Linked DNA regions of Macaca mulatta: region 1 is linked to region 2. The links are chromatin contacts, called in public Hi-C maps. All regions are on one chromosome and are shown on one strand. Each heading gives the region's core, a stretch centred on a gene start, on an enhancer-like site or on the middle of the called end of the contact. The rest is flanking DNA. Distances are from core to core; before and after follow the strand shown. Region 1 holds the start of RNGTT (RNA guanylyltransferase and 5'-phosphatase). Region 2 holds the start of UBE2J1 (ubiquitin conjugating enzyme E2 J1).

Region 1 (6,046 bases), core at 1,166-3,665, 380 kb after region 2:
AGGGAAACAGAGACTCTCCCCAAAGCCAGAGTGCTTCCTGCCTGGGAGACTGAATCCCAGGTTCCACCAGGAAAACGAGGGGCCAGGTTCCTCCCCACTGCGAATGGCACAAATTTCCCAAGGTTCACCCCAGTGTGCATTCCTCCCAGTGCACAGGTCAGTAGGAGATTCTGCCAGGGAACCCTTCCCACCTGGCTGTCTTACCAGCACTTTGGCAGGCTGACGTTGGAGGACTGCTTGAGCCCAGGAATTTGAGATGAAAAAAGTATAAAAAAGTTAGTGGGGTGTGGTGGCCTGCACCTGTAGTCCCAGCTCCTTGGGGGCTGAGGCGAGAGGACTGCTTGAGCTTGAGGGGTTGAGGCTGCAGTGAAGCTGCCCGGATCATGCCCACTGCACTCCAGCCTGGGTGAGACAGTGAGACCCTGTCTGCAAAAACAAAAGATTTATCTACATAGCAAAGTGAAGAGGAAGGATTAATAAATACAAGTGTTTCTCAAGGAAATGTCTTAGGAAAAGGGAAGACAGATAAGATCTCTCTCTTTTGCCAAAAGAGAACGTTCAATCTTATTTTTTACATGTATACACTCTTCCTTAGGGGCAAAATGGATGTTTGATGAAAGATTCACCAACGACGAGAATCTACATCTGATAAAGAGGAGACGAAGACATATCTGAGAGTGTGAGTCAGGGGTTCCAGGAAGCGGGGGAGGAATCACGTTGGTCCATCTGTGTCTATTTTTCTTCTCACAGAGAAGAAAGAGACTTGGGCCTAGGAGCAATATGGCAGAAACACACATCAGGCAAGTCATTCCTGACAGGCAGAGAGAAACTGCCTACTCATCGGGATGCCACTCTCTTATTCTACTCTCTATTGTGGGCAAAAGGTAGCCCCAGGGTCCTCCCAATTCTGTGGCACTGAGTATGGAGAGGGCATAACTGGATAGCTGAGTAAAAATCCAGTGCACATTGCTGCCTTACAGCCAATAATAGTTGCTCACCAGTGGTATGAAGCCTCTGTGTGCCTAGAACTGAGCTACTGGGTAGATACAGTGTGTGTGGGAAGGGGAGTCTCCAAGGGGAGTCATCCCCAGAAGGGGAAGGTAAGATACTCTTCCAGGATCAGGCTCACCTTTCCCATCCTTGAAGGGGGCTGGGGATGGAAGGTTTTATTTTTTTACCATTTTGGGCATGGTACACACTCTATCAGCAGAAAAGGGAATTAATAGGAGATTATTTGGGTAGACTGATGGCCTTAAAACAAACTGGGTATTATCTTGTTCTGTCAGGGGAGGAGTTGACACTTTCACTAACAGTTCTGAGCAGACGCAACAGCAGGACAGACCAGAAGTGTGACCTAACTCAGGCTGCCTCAGAGAGATGGCTGTCAGACTGTCTCTACTGATGGGACTCTTACTGAGGGGGTCCAGGCATTCAAGGGGTTGAGTTTCCCAGAAAGTTCCCCATCGAAGCTTTAAAAATGTATTCCCTGCAGCCTTATGCTCTTGCAGTTCCAATACAGCATTGGTGTTTAAAGCCAAACTACTTTATAATTGATTTGCCATCATCCAGCTTTATATTTAACACTAATTTAATCTGGTAACAAAGGAAAGGCTCGTTAAAGGACGGCATTCATAAAATGCTTCCAAGCACCTCTGCTTAACTCGAAGGGAAAATAAAAGGGACTGTTTATTTGGTAGGCAGAGGAGAACACCGCCACGAAACGGTTCTCCACTGAGCAACTCCTGCCTTTGTCAATTATACACATTATTTAGTAACTTTTTTGGAGACATGGACCTTCTCAAACTCCCCAGTATGCTTTGAAACTTTGATAAAGAAATGTACAAACAAAACTCTAAGTGTTCTGGAATTAATTTCAGACGCTTCATAGATCCTCGTAAGTACTCACCGTAAGAAAAATTCCCCATTTCTGGTACTCCAATCTCACGCCCTTAGAATTCTCCTAAGACTTATTCCCTTGAACAACTTTCCCTAATACCAAATCAAACCTAGATCCAGCTGGGACGCCAAGCTTGCGCTGTGGTAACGCTCAGAAGGCCTCCTTCATCAGTAAAACAGATGCCTTAATGGAAGTGACGGGCAATCAACGCATGGAAAGGGGCTTGGCTTCCCTCTTTTTTGGGTTTCTCTAGGTTGTCTAGATTGGAAAAAAATACACGCTTCGTCCTGCGGAGTTCGGTACAAACGCAATTGCACATATGCAAAGGCAAACCAGGAGCGCAAGTGCGCGTCCGGGGACCGCGACCGGGAGGGGCGGGGCCGAGCGGGGCGAGAGACGGACCGCTCCTCCCATTCGTCGCCGCCTTAACTCTTTGCTATCCTTCCGCAGAGCTTCCTCTTCTTTCCCTCTGACCTCGGAAAGAAGGGGGCGGGGCCTTCGGGGGCGGAAGTTGCAGTGCATTGTGGGTTCGCCTGGAGCGGTGGAGTTGATCCTGAATGAAAGTGGCGCGCTGCCCCTGACGTTACCCGGATTTGAGCGGCTGGAATTCGGATTACTGCTGCGATTCGGGTGTCTCGGACCCCGGTGCGCACCGGACCACGGGGAGGCGGCTGCAAAGGCGCGGCGAACGTTGGTGAGGGAGGGCAGCTCTGCGCAGCCCCCAAGACATGGCTCACAACAAGATCCCGCCGCGGTGGCTGAACTGTCCCCGGCGCGGCCAGCCGGTGGCAGGTAACCTGGACTGGGGGGTATTCGAATCCCCACACTCCAGCGTGCCCGGGGGTGGGCCGACTGAGGAGCTCAGCTTTTGGTGGTTCTGTGCCCGTTAGTGGTATTTCAGGAGTGGGATATGCTCCATCTGATTACGCTTCGTGGACGAATGTTTGGGAACATGAACGGGAGGGGATGGTCGGCGGATGGGGGGCACTTGTCACTATTCCTGCCAGGCTAACTGTGCGAATGTGAAGGTAGACAGTAGGTTGGTGGCAGGAGGTGAGGATCCAGGAATACAGTGGGCGTACTTTGAGTCTTAGTAGTTTGTGAACCTTTTAGGGTTCAACCTTCCCCTCGAATTAGAAGGGATGAGTGTCAGTCTTGAGATGGAGGAGGATAAGGAGGGAAGGGGCGGTTCCCAGCGGTGAAATGGGGTCACATTGAGACTGGGAATCTGGAGGGTGTTTTTGTTAGTTTTTTGTTTTTATTTTTTTTTGTGAAACAGGGTCTCTCGCTGAGGCTGGCGATCCTCCCACCTCAGCCTCCCAAGTAGCCGGGACTACAGGCTCCTGCCATCGCACCCGGCTACTTTTTTTGTTTATTTAATATATATATACACATTTATAATATATATATTTGAGACATAGTCTCTCTCTGCCGCCCGGGCTGGAATGCAGTGGCGTGATCTCGGCTCCCTGCCTTAGCCTTCCAAGTAGGTGGGATTACAGGTGCGTGCCACAACACCTGGCTAATTTTTGTGTTTTTAGTAGAGACGGGGTTTCACCATGTTGGCCAGGCCGGTCTCCAACTCCTGTCCTCAAGTGATCCGCCCGCCTCGGCTTCCCAAAGTGCTGGGATTACAGCCGTGAGCCAGCACGCCCAGCCATAATTTTTTTGTTTATTTCTTGTGGAGACAGTTTCACTATGTTGCCGAGGCTGCTCTTGAACTCGTGGACTCAAGCGATGCTCCCACTTCGGCCTCCCAAAGTGTTGGGATTATAGGCGAGAGCCACCCTGCTTGGTCTGGTTTTTGTTTCTTTAAATCATTTTTCTTGTAGTTTTTTTATCTTTATTGAGCTTGAATACAATAGGCTTTAAAGTGTACAGTTTGATAAATTTTGACTATATATACACAAATACATCTCTTTCCTAGGAAACAACCATGAAACCATCACCCCTCAAAGTTTCCTCCTGTCCCTTTTTAAATCTCTTTGCCTGGCAACTGCTGATCTGCTTTCTGTAATTATAGTTTGCATTTTCTAGAAATTTTTAAATAATTGGAAACATATAGTGAGTACTCTGCTTGGGGTGGAAGGAAGTGTGTGTGGCTTTTTTCACTAAGCATAATTATTTTGATACTCATCCAGATTATGCATGTATCAATAGTTTATTCCTTTTTTATTGCAGTGTAGTAGTCCATTGTTCTGGGTATACCACAATTTGTTTACCTCTTCATCTATTGATGGTCATTTGGGTTGTTTCCAGTTTTTAGCTATTACAAATAAACCTGCTGTGAACATTTATGTACAAGTCATTGTATGGACATATACTTTCATTCCTTTTGTGTAAATCTCTAGGAGAGGAATGGCTGCATCATATAATAGGTGTATGTTTTAAGAATTTTAAGAAACTGCCAACCTGTTTTCCAAAGCGGTAACACTTGATAGCCCCACCATCAATGTATTATACAGAATAAATTCAAAGGACTTAAAAACTCGCAAAAAATTTGGACACTTCACAAAATAAGATATATGAATAGCCAAAAAGCTATGATGGCGTGGTGGTGTGTGCCTGTAATCCCAGCTACTCGGGAGACTGAGGCAGGGGAATCACTTGAACCCGGGAGGCGGTGGTTGCAGTGAGCCGAGACTGCACCACTGCACTCCAGCCTGGGTGACAGAGTGAAACTCCATCTCAAAAAAAAGTAATTTGTACTTAATCGTGTAATTTATTAGTAAGGGTTCTCTACAGGGACAGAACTAATAGGATATATATATACACACACACGTAAAGGGGAGTTTATTAACTATTAACTCACACAATCACAAGGTCCCACAATAGGTTGTCAGCAAACTGAGGAGCAAGGAGAGCCAGTCTGAGTCCCAAAACTGAAGAACTTGGAATCCAGTGTTTGAGGGCAGGAAGCATCCTGTACAGGACAAAGATGTAGGCTGGGAGGCTAGGCCAGTCAAGTCTTTTCACATTTTTTTTCTGCCTGCTTTATATTCTAGCTGTGCTGACAGCTGATTAGATAGTGCCCACCCAGATTAAGGGTGGGTTTGCCTTTCCCAGCCCACTGACTCAAATGTTAATCTCCTTTGGCAACGCCCCCTACACCCAGAATCAATACTTTGCATCCTTCAATTCAATCAAGTTGACACTCAGTATTAACCATCACAGTAATTTCTTTGATATTTTGCATATTGAGGAAAATGTTATGGCAGTTCAAACTTATATGTTGCAAATATTAGGATTCACTTTACTAGTACTAGAAGTTCATAATTTTCCTGAATCAGAAAGAAAATGGTACTAACTACATATAATATGTTCTCCTGTGAAGTCACCTTCTCTAATGAAACCAGACTTGCAATGAGAGAGAGCTCTTGGAGACAGGGCCAAGCTTTATTTTCTGGAGAATTGTTTTTTCCTCCTTCTGAGTTAATAGATTTCAGGTGAATACTTGGAAGAAAACAAACTTATAATTTCTTTCCCTTTTTCCTTTTTTTTCCTTTTTTTTTTGAGACAGGGTCTTGCTCTGTCACCCAGGCTGGAGTGCAGTGGCGAGATCTTGGTTCATTGCAACCTTTTCCTCCCAGGTTCAGGCTATTCTTCTGCCTCAGTCTCCTGAGTAGCTGGGACTACAGCTGTGCACCACCGTGCCCAGCTAATTTTTGTATTTTTAGTAGAGATGGGGTTTCACCATGTTGGCCACGCTGGTCTCCAACTGCTGACCTCAGGTGATCCACCTGCCTCGGCCTCCCAAAGTGTTGGCATTACAGGCATGAGCTACCGCACCCAGCCCTCCCTAGTTTCTTAAAGGTATATCATTCAACATAAAATTATTTCATACCTGCTATGTAAAGAGCTTACTAGGAACTGTGGGAATGTAAATATGAGACACAGCCAGGTGCATTGGCACATACTTGTGGTCCCAGGTACTGGGGATAGTGTGATGGTGATAGTGATGGTGATTTTGAAGTCATTTTATTTAGCAGATATTTAAATGTCTACTTTGTGCTAGTCCTGGGTGCTAGGGAGATGGCTAAGATATATTACCCTTAAAAAGCATAGTCTCATGGGAGTAGCAAACCATCCATTTTAAGCACAGTTCTGTTGTAAAAAATGTAGCAAAGACTATTGTAGTATACGATGGGA
Region 2 (6,852 bases), core at 2,174-4,673:
CTGTATCACAGCCTTTTCTAAGCAGGAGGATTATGAGAGATTTGGATTTTGTTCATATTCCACATATTGAACAACCACTGTATTACTTTTATGATCAAGAAGAAAATCATTTAAAAAATGTTTCCAGTGCTAAAGAATATGTGTGTGAACCAAGAATAGCTTGGAGGTTCTAAGAAGCATATCCTTTTTTCAAATAGTGGAAAAATCAAATGATGCAAAACAGCCTGATTCCTTTTTAGTGTAGCAAAAAAACCCAAGTTTCAGAGTCAGAAGACCTGGACTTGAATCACGGTTCTTTCATTTTCTAGATAAGTCACTGAAGCTTTTTTTGAATAAGTCATTGAAGCTTTAAGAACCTTTATAAAATATATTTCAAAGTATTCAAACCAAATCAAGAAATAGATGAAAACTAGAAAAATTCCTCTCATTAACACAAAAAAAATCATATGCCAGAAAGATAATAATCTGTAGTTGAAAAAACTGAGAAGTAGATACTTGATTTCTCTGAGACCTCAATTATCTTCATCTGTAAAATAGGTATAAATAATTGGTGCCACCACTTCCAGGGCTGTTGTGAAGAATAAATGAGTTGACGTTATATCAAGTGCCTGATACACAATAGATGCTAAAAAACTATAGTCCAGACCTTGCACAAGGATGCAAATGGTGGTGGGGAAAGGGCTTGCACTTCAAACAACTTCTGGTTCCTAACTAAGGAAAAGATGAATTACACAGGTCAAGGATTGTGGTTCTAAGATGTTTTCTAAGATTCTGAAACATTTTAAACCTCATGTTTTGTAATTTTTGTTAGCTACGAAGTCGGCTTTAAGGATTAAAAAAAATCTTGAAATGAAAAACAAAGGAGTTTTCCTTAGGATCATCAAAAGTAAAGAAAAATTACCCCAAATTTGATCTGGGATTGAACCTTTACCTGATATAATTTGTAAATTTTTCTTGGAAGAAGTAAGTGTTCTAGATTTAAAAAATAAGTAATTTTTGGATAAGAAATTTTCCGGGGAAATGAGCTCCCTTCCCACCGTCAGTCAAGAATTCAGTAACCTTTAAATAAAATTACTCTTCTCTTTGTGTCTTTTTGAGACATGCTCTATCACCCAGGCTGCAATGCAGTGGCACGATCATGGCTCACTGCAGCCTGCTCCTCCTCTCCCATCCCCCAGAGCTCAACTGATCCTCCCTCCTCAGCCTCCAGAGTAGCTGGGACCACAGGTACATATGCCCGGCTAATTTTTGAGTGTGTGTATATTTTTAGTAGAGATGGGTCTCACCATGTTGCTCAGGCTGATCTCCAATTCCTGAGCTCAAGTGATCCACCCACCTCGGCCTTTTTTTTTTTTTTTTTGAGATGGAGTCTCATTCAGTCTTCCAGGCTGATCTCGGCTCACTGCAACCTTCACCTCCTGGGTTCAAGGGATTCTCCTACCTCAGCCTCCCAAGTAGCCGGGATTACATGCGCGCATCACCACACCAAACTAATTTCTGTATTTTTAGTAGAGACGGGTTTTCGCCATGTTGGCCAGGCTGGTCTCCAACTCCTGACCTCAGGTGACCTGCCTGCCTCGGCCTCCCAAAGTGCTGGGATTACACGCACGAGCCACTGCACCTGGCCGGCCACTTATCTTTTCTCTGTAAATGTCTCTACTGAGAGAAATTTTGGAATTGGCTTTGATCTTGGAGCATGATTGTAATTAAGCTTTGATATATGCCCATAATTAAATTGTTATGGGCACATGTCCACAATAAATTGTTATTGTTGTTAACCAAGGAAGGAGAGATTATTTCTACTGAACCAGTCCAGTGGGAGAAGAGCCCCAGGGAGCAGAGGAGGTGGTGGTGGCTAAAGAAGAGCCCCAGAAGACAACTGCACCCAGAGATTGATGGACCTGGAGGCTGAATAGCAAAAGGCTTCTAGTACTCAGCTATCAAATAGGAGCGCATTATATACAGCACCTGCTTTGCAGGCCTTGCTGTGGTAGGGCCTATTGCACAAATTAGGGGTTTTTGTAGAGCTGTGGCAGGAGAGGGTGTCAAGTGTTAGATATATCTGAAGATTCAACACAATGAATGAATGAAACAGCATTGGAGTTTGGTTTTGTTTGCATGTCTCAGCCAATCAGATTATCAGTTTACTATACAGAAAACAACCTCAGGGAATGGTTTAAAAGATACCATCTAATTTTAGATACCCTTCACTTTTTTCCTCCCAATTTCACCAAGAAATTCAGATTTATATTAACAATAGAAAACAAATCAAATTTAAGAGTTTTATATCTTTATATAACAGAATAAAACTTGCCCAACCTGATTAACCCTTTCTATCCGGCCCACCTTCCCAATCCCTCCCTCCTTTCCTTTCCTAAGGTAGGTTCCTACTCCTTGAGACTTTTGAACTCAGTCCTCTCTCTCGATCCCACACATTGGACAATGAAGCAGGAAGTGTGTCCTTTGAAGTTTAACCTTTCATATTTGTATGCTTTCCCTCAAATTCAATGTAATTCCTTTTTTTTTTTTTTGACAGCTTTTACATCTAAACAAACCAAAAAACCCAAAACTCCTGCAATGCCTAAAACAGCGTCTTGCACCTAACACACTACCCAAGAAAAAAAACTATTATGAATATCCAACTCCAGCCAGAGCCGTGACTCACGCCTGTAATCCCAGCACTTTGGGAGGCCGAGGCGGGCGGATCACTTGAGTCCAGGAGTTCGAGACCAGCCGGGCCAACACGACGAAACCCTGTCTCTATCAAAAATACAAAAAATTAACCGGGCGTGATGGCACACACCTGCGGTCCCAGCCACGCTGGAGGCTGAGGTGGGAGGATCGCCTGGGCCCAGGAGGTAGAGGCTGCAGTGAGCCAAGATCGCGCCACTGCACCCCAGCCTGGGCGACAGAGCGGTGACACCGTCTCAAAAAAAAAAAAAAAAATTCCTATTCCATTCCCTTATCACTGGCTTTCCCCCTCCTCACTTAACTCCCGCCCCCCGCAACAGGGACTGGATCTAAAAACAAAGCCCTTCCCAGACCCCGCGGGACCGCGCGCGGGCAGCCGGATGCGGACAGCTTTGCAGCCGGAGCCCGGCGCCCTCTCTGAGCTCTCCAGGGCCCGGGGATCCCAGACTTCGCCTACAGCGGGTAGGGCCGGAGCCGCTTCGCGCCGCGCGGTTCCTCGGTGAAACCCGCCAGCGCCTGGGGACGGACCCCAGAGGGTCCGGCGGAAGGCCGGTTTCCGGGGGCCGGAACGAGAGGACTAGGACGCCGCTCGCTCCTGCAGCTCCCCAAGCCGGCTTCGCGGGGCCGGCGGCGGCTGGGTAGGGACCGACCGCCACGAAGCTACTGCCACGTCAGGGCAACTTCACAAATCCCGGACGAGGGCGGGTGACGCAAGCCGGGCGGCCGCGACGGGGCTGGGCCTGCGGCTACCGGAGGAGGCTGACCTCCAGCCCGGGCGCCGGGTTCAGCGACGCCCCGGCCGGCGCCGGTGCCTGCCAGGCACTCAGGGAGGCGGGGGCGCAGCGGAGGAGGCGGCGCCATCGCGAAGCCAGCGCCTCGCCAGCACTCAGCCTTGCCACCCGCCCGCAGTCCGGGCTGGACTGGGCGGCATTTGCCAAGGCTCCTCGGCCAGGCCCCGTCCGCCCGAGCCGCGCTGAGACCTGGGCAGCGGCCGCGTGGAGAGGAGGTGGCAGCTGCCCGGGAGGCCGGAGCCAGGCCAGCGACCCGCCATGGAGACCCGCTACAACCTGAAGAGTCCGGGTGAGCAGGGCTGGGGCCCCTGGGCTAGGAGTGCGGAGTGACCCTGGACCCCGGGGCGGTCGCCGCGGTCCCCTCACGTCTGGCGCCACTCGCGGCTCAGCTCCTGGTTTCGCGCTCTACGCGAGACCGCCGCCTGCCCGGGAAGTGCAGGCCGCAGGGCGGGGTGGCCGGGTGGACGCCCGCTGCCAATCCCCCGGCCGGCCAGCGCCCGCAGCACCCAGCCTCCCCCTTTTCTCGTCTTCGCCCGGTCCCGTAGAGCTGGGTCAGAAACTCATCCCTGAGAACAGGTGTAAAGGTGATGTGGGTGGGCGATAGTCAGCAACCCCCTCGCTGTACCTGCATCCTGAACACCGTCGTTAATTCCCTCCCCGTCGCTGTCAGTGGACTATTAGCCTGCTGATTTACTCACATTTGAGGAGTTAGTCGTTTAAACATCCTATTTGCAGCACTTGGGCGAATGCAATTACAGACATAAAGGAAGTGTTCTGTAACTAAACCAGTTAACTGTAGAGCTAAAGCAAAACAAAACAAAAACAAAACAACAACAACAAAAAACACCTAGTTGAGCCCTGTTCTTGAGAGCTAACCTTGATTTTTGCCAGACTGGCTAATATGAAACATATCTGTCTTCAGTCGTAGGATTCCTTTCCTGCATTTAATGATCCTGCTTTATTTACACAAGCAGTCCCAGCAATACTAACCTTTACTTTCTGGTGCATTATAAAGATAAGCAACTAGCTTTCTCAGCTTAATGAAACAGGCTTGAAATAAATCATTGGATCCTCTAAATGGTATTTTTTCTATCTGTACCTTGATACATTTTGTCAGGGGGAAGAAACTCTACAGTTAACTCTGCATGATAAACTCTAGGGTATTAGTGATTTCACTAACTTTTGCGTTGCTTAACATTTCCTTCCAAAAAAAGCTGTTTCTCAGTAGGAATTAGCAAGACTAGCATCCTTATGGAAAGAGTTGACATTGTGAATCTTTGGGTTTTTTGTATGGTTTCAGAATATGCAAAAACCCCAGAAAAGCCTGAGGATATTGATTGGAGGGAGCTTTGTTAACCTGAGTGCTGTCAAGCTCAGAAATGTCCTTAGGTGACCAAGTGTGTAGAATTGGTCATAATATTTTAGGGGCCACTGACTCCTCAAAAAAATCTGATGAAGACCTGGCACGGTGGCACATGCCTGTAATCCCAGCACTTTGGGAGGCCTGAGCCCAGGAGGTGGAGAGCAGCCTGGCCAACATGGCGAAAGCCCGTCTCTACTAAAAACACAAAAATTAGCCGGGCATGGTGTTGGCGCACTTCTGTAGTTCCAGCCACTCGGGAGGCTGAGGCAGGAGGATGGCTTGACCCGTGGAGGCTGAGGTTGCAGTGAGCCAATATCGCGCCACTGCACTCCAGTGTGGGCAACAGAGCGAGACTCCATCTAAAAAAACAAAAACAAAAACAAAAAACAAAAAGAACCCCGGGGTGGGGAGGGAGGAAGAAAAGACCAAAGAGAAAGAGGGAAAGAAAAGCTTAATTTTTAAGGTAGATGGTAAAATGATTGAATTCTTTACATTGTGGTAGATTTAACTAGAACTGTTTGGGTAAAAATGTATGATGGCTTCCTGGTCACATGGTTCCTTAGGACAGCAGAGGTGCTCAGTGAAAGGTCCAGAGAATAATGCACATGTGAGTAGTAGTGCAGTTTGGAATGGAGAACTGGTGGAACCCAAGAGATTGTTGTCAGAAAACATCGCTCAATTTTGATAGGTTAGACGTAATACTATGATGATGTTTTTAAAATTCTTCAGAATTTTGTACATTTCCAAAGTATGTCAACTATTGTCAGCTGGTTGAGCTTTGGTTGACATGCTTCTAACTGTGTCATAAATTGCTTCCTTTTTTTGGTTTCATTTCCTCAAAGATAGTGTTGCGGTTCTAAAAAAAAAAACAGTGCTTCTTAAAAATCTATTTTTGTTAATGTGTGAATTATTTGGAGTTCATGGAGAAGTTGAATTAGGTGAGATATGGGACTTACTGAAAATGCTGGGAGGCATCGTGAAAATACTTCCTTCCTTTGCTTTATTCTCAGTCCTGTGTTATTTTTAGAGTAATGCCTGTGTGAAGGGGAGCAACTGAAAACTCCAGTTTCCTGCGTACGGCAGGGTGCACACACACGTAAAACACCAACCAACCAGACAAACAAAAAACAACCACACAACGGGAGAGACATAATCTTTTACTCTTTATCTGATGTGGGATTGTCTTTGATGTATGAGTGGAAAGATGAAGTGAAGACAATACAGATAGTTGGTTAAGGGCCAGTGTAGTAGCATGTGGATATAGTAAATTTGTTCATTTCATAGGTGGGGAAACTTTTTCCTTTATGGTGTTTTTTGGAATGGACTTGTGATTGTGGGTAGAGCTGTTGTGTAGGATCACCTCAAAGCCTCTGACTAACCTGTCAGTAGTTGTCTATGGATCAATTTACTTGACCCATGTTTGGGTCCGCTCTGGCCAAGGAAGTAGAGTCCTATAGTACAAAGTGAGTAGATGTGTATATAGCACCTCTTTTGGCAGCTTCTTCATCGGGGGCCATTGACATGTGCAGCAGGTGATGGGAGTATAAGAGACTGGTGCAAAAGTACCCACTGCCTCCACCAGAAGTCTAAGAGTAACCTGTGCATGCCATTGGTGTCAACTGCACCTTCACACTAATCCACTCAAGGTTTCATGTCCAACTCAGACCCTTTTCCTAAGCTATAGATACACAGAACTTATGGTGACTCAACGTCTTCATCTTTATTTCCCATAAAGCAAAAAAAATCTTTACAAGTATAAAGACGAAACTCATAGTTTTCCTCTCCTCCCCTAAACTTGCAGTTTACCCTAATATTTCATATCCCATGGATAGACAGCACTCAGGCACCTATGGGAGTCATTTTTTATTTCTTGGTCGGCTTCCTTGCTCCATCCCTGCCCTGAAACACACAACTCAACACACACACACAAACACATATGTCTAATCAGTCACTGTTGTCACCAGATCAATTAAAACAAAAAATGATTACCCCTCAAATTGAAAAATT

Evidence for each region. A called contact is a pair of places that touch in the nucleus more often than the background predicts.
Region 1: a contact with region 2 is called in a Hi-C map of prefrontal cortex, with 7 times the contacts expected there. The contact joins the promoter of RNGTT here to the promoter of UBE2J1 in region 2. A contact is called at or near these places in 6 of 14 Hi-C or Micro-C datasets (blood, cortical neurons, fetal cortex germinal zone and 3 more).

The regions. Positions count from the first base shown.
Region 1 is chr4:97,011,683-97,017,728 of T2T-MMU8v2.0, forward strand. It overlaps RNGTT (RNA guanylyltransferase and 5'-phosphatase), which reads left to right and starts at 2,416. Exons shown (of 15, transcript XM_028847364.2): 1 at 2,416-2,689. The coding sequence starts at 2,626. It overlaps LOC144340317 (a long non-coding RNA gene), which reads right to left and starts at 2,279. Exons shown (of 4, transcript XR_013416298.1): 1 at 1,907-2,279.
Region 2 is chr4:96,635,139-96,641,990 of T2T-MMU8v2.0, forward strand. UBE2J1 (ubiquitin conjugating enzyme E2 J1) reads left to right here and starts at 3,424. Exons shown (of 7, transcript XM_028847361.2): 1 at 3,424-3,771. The coding sequence starts at 3,741.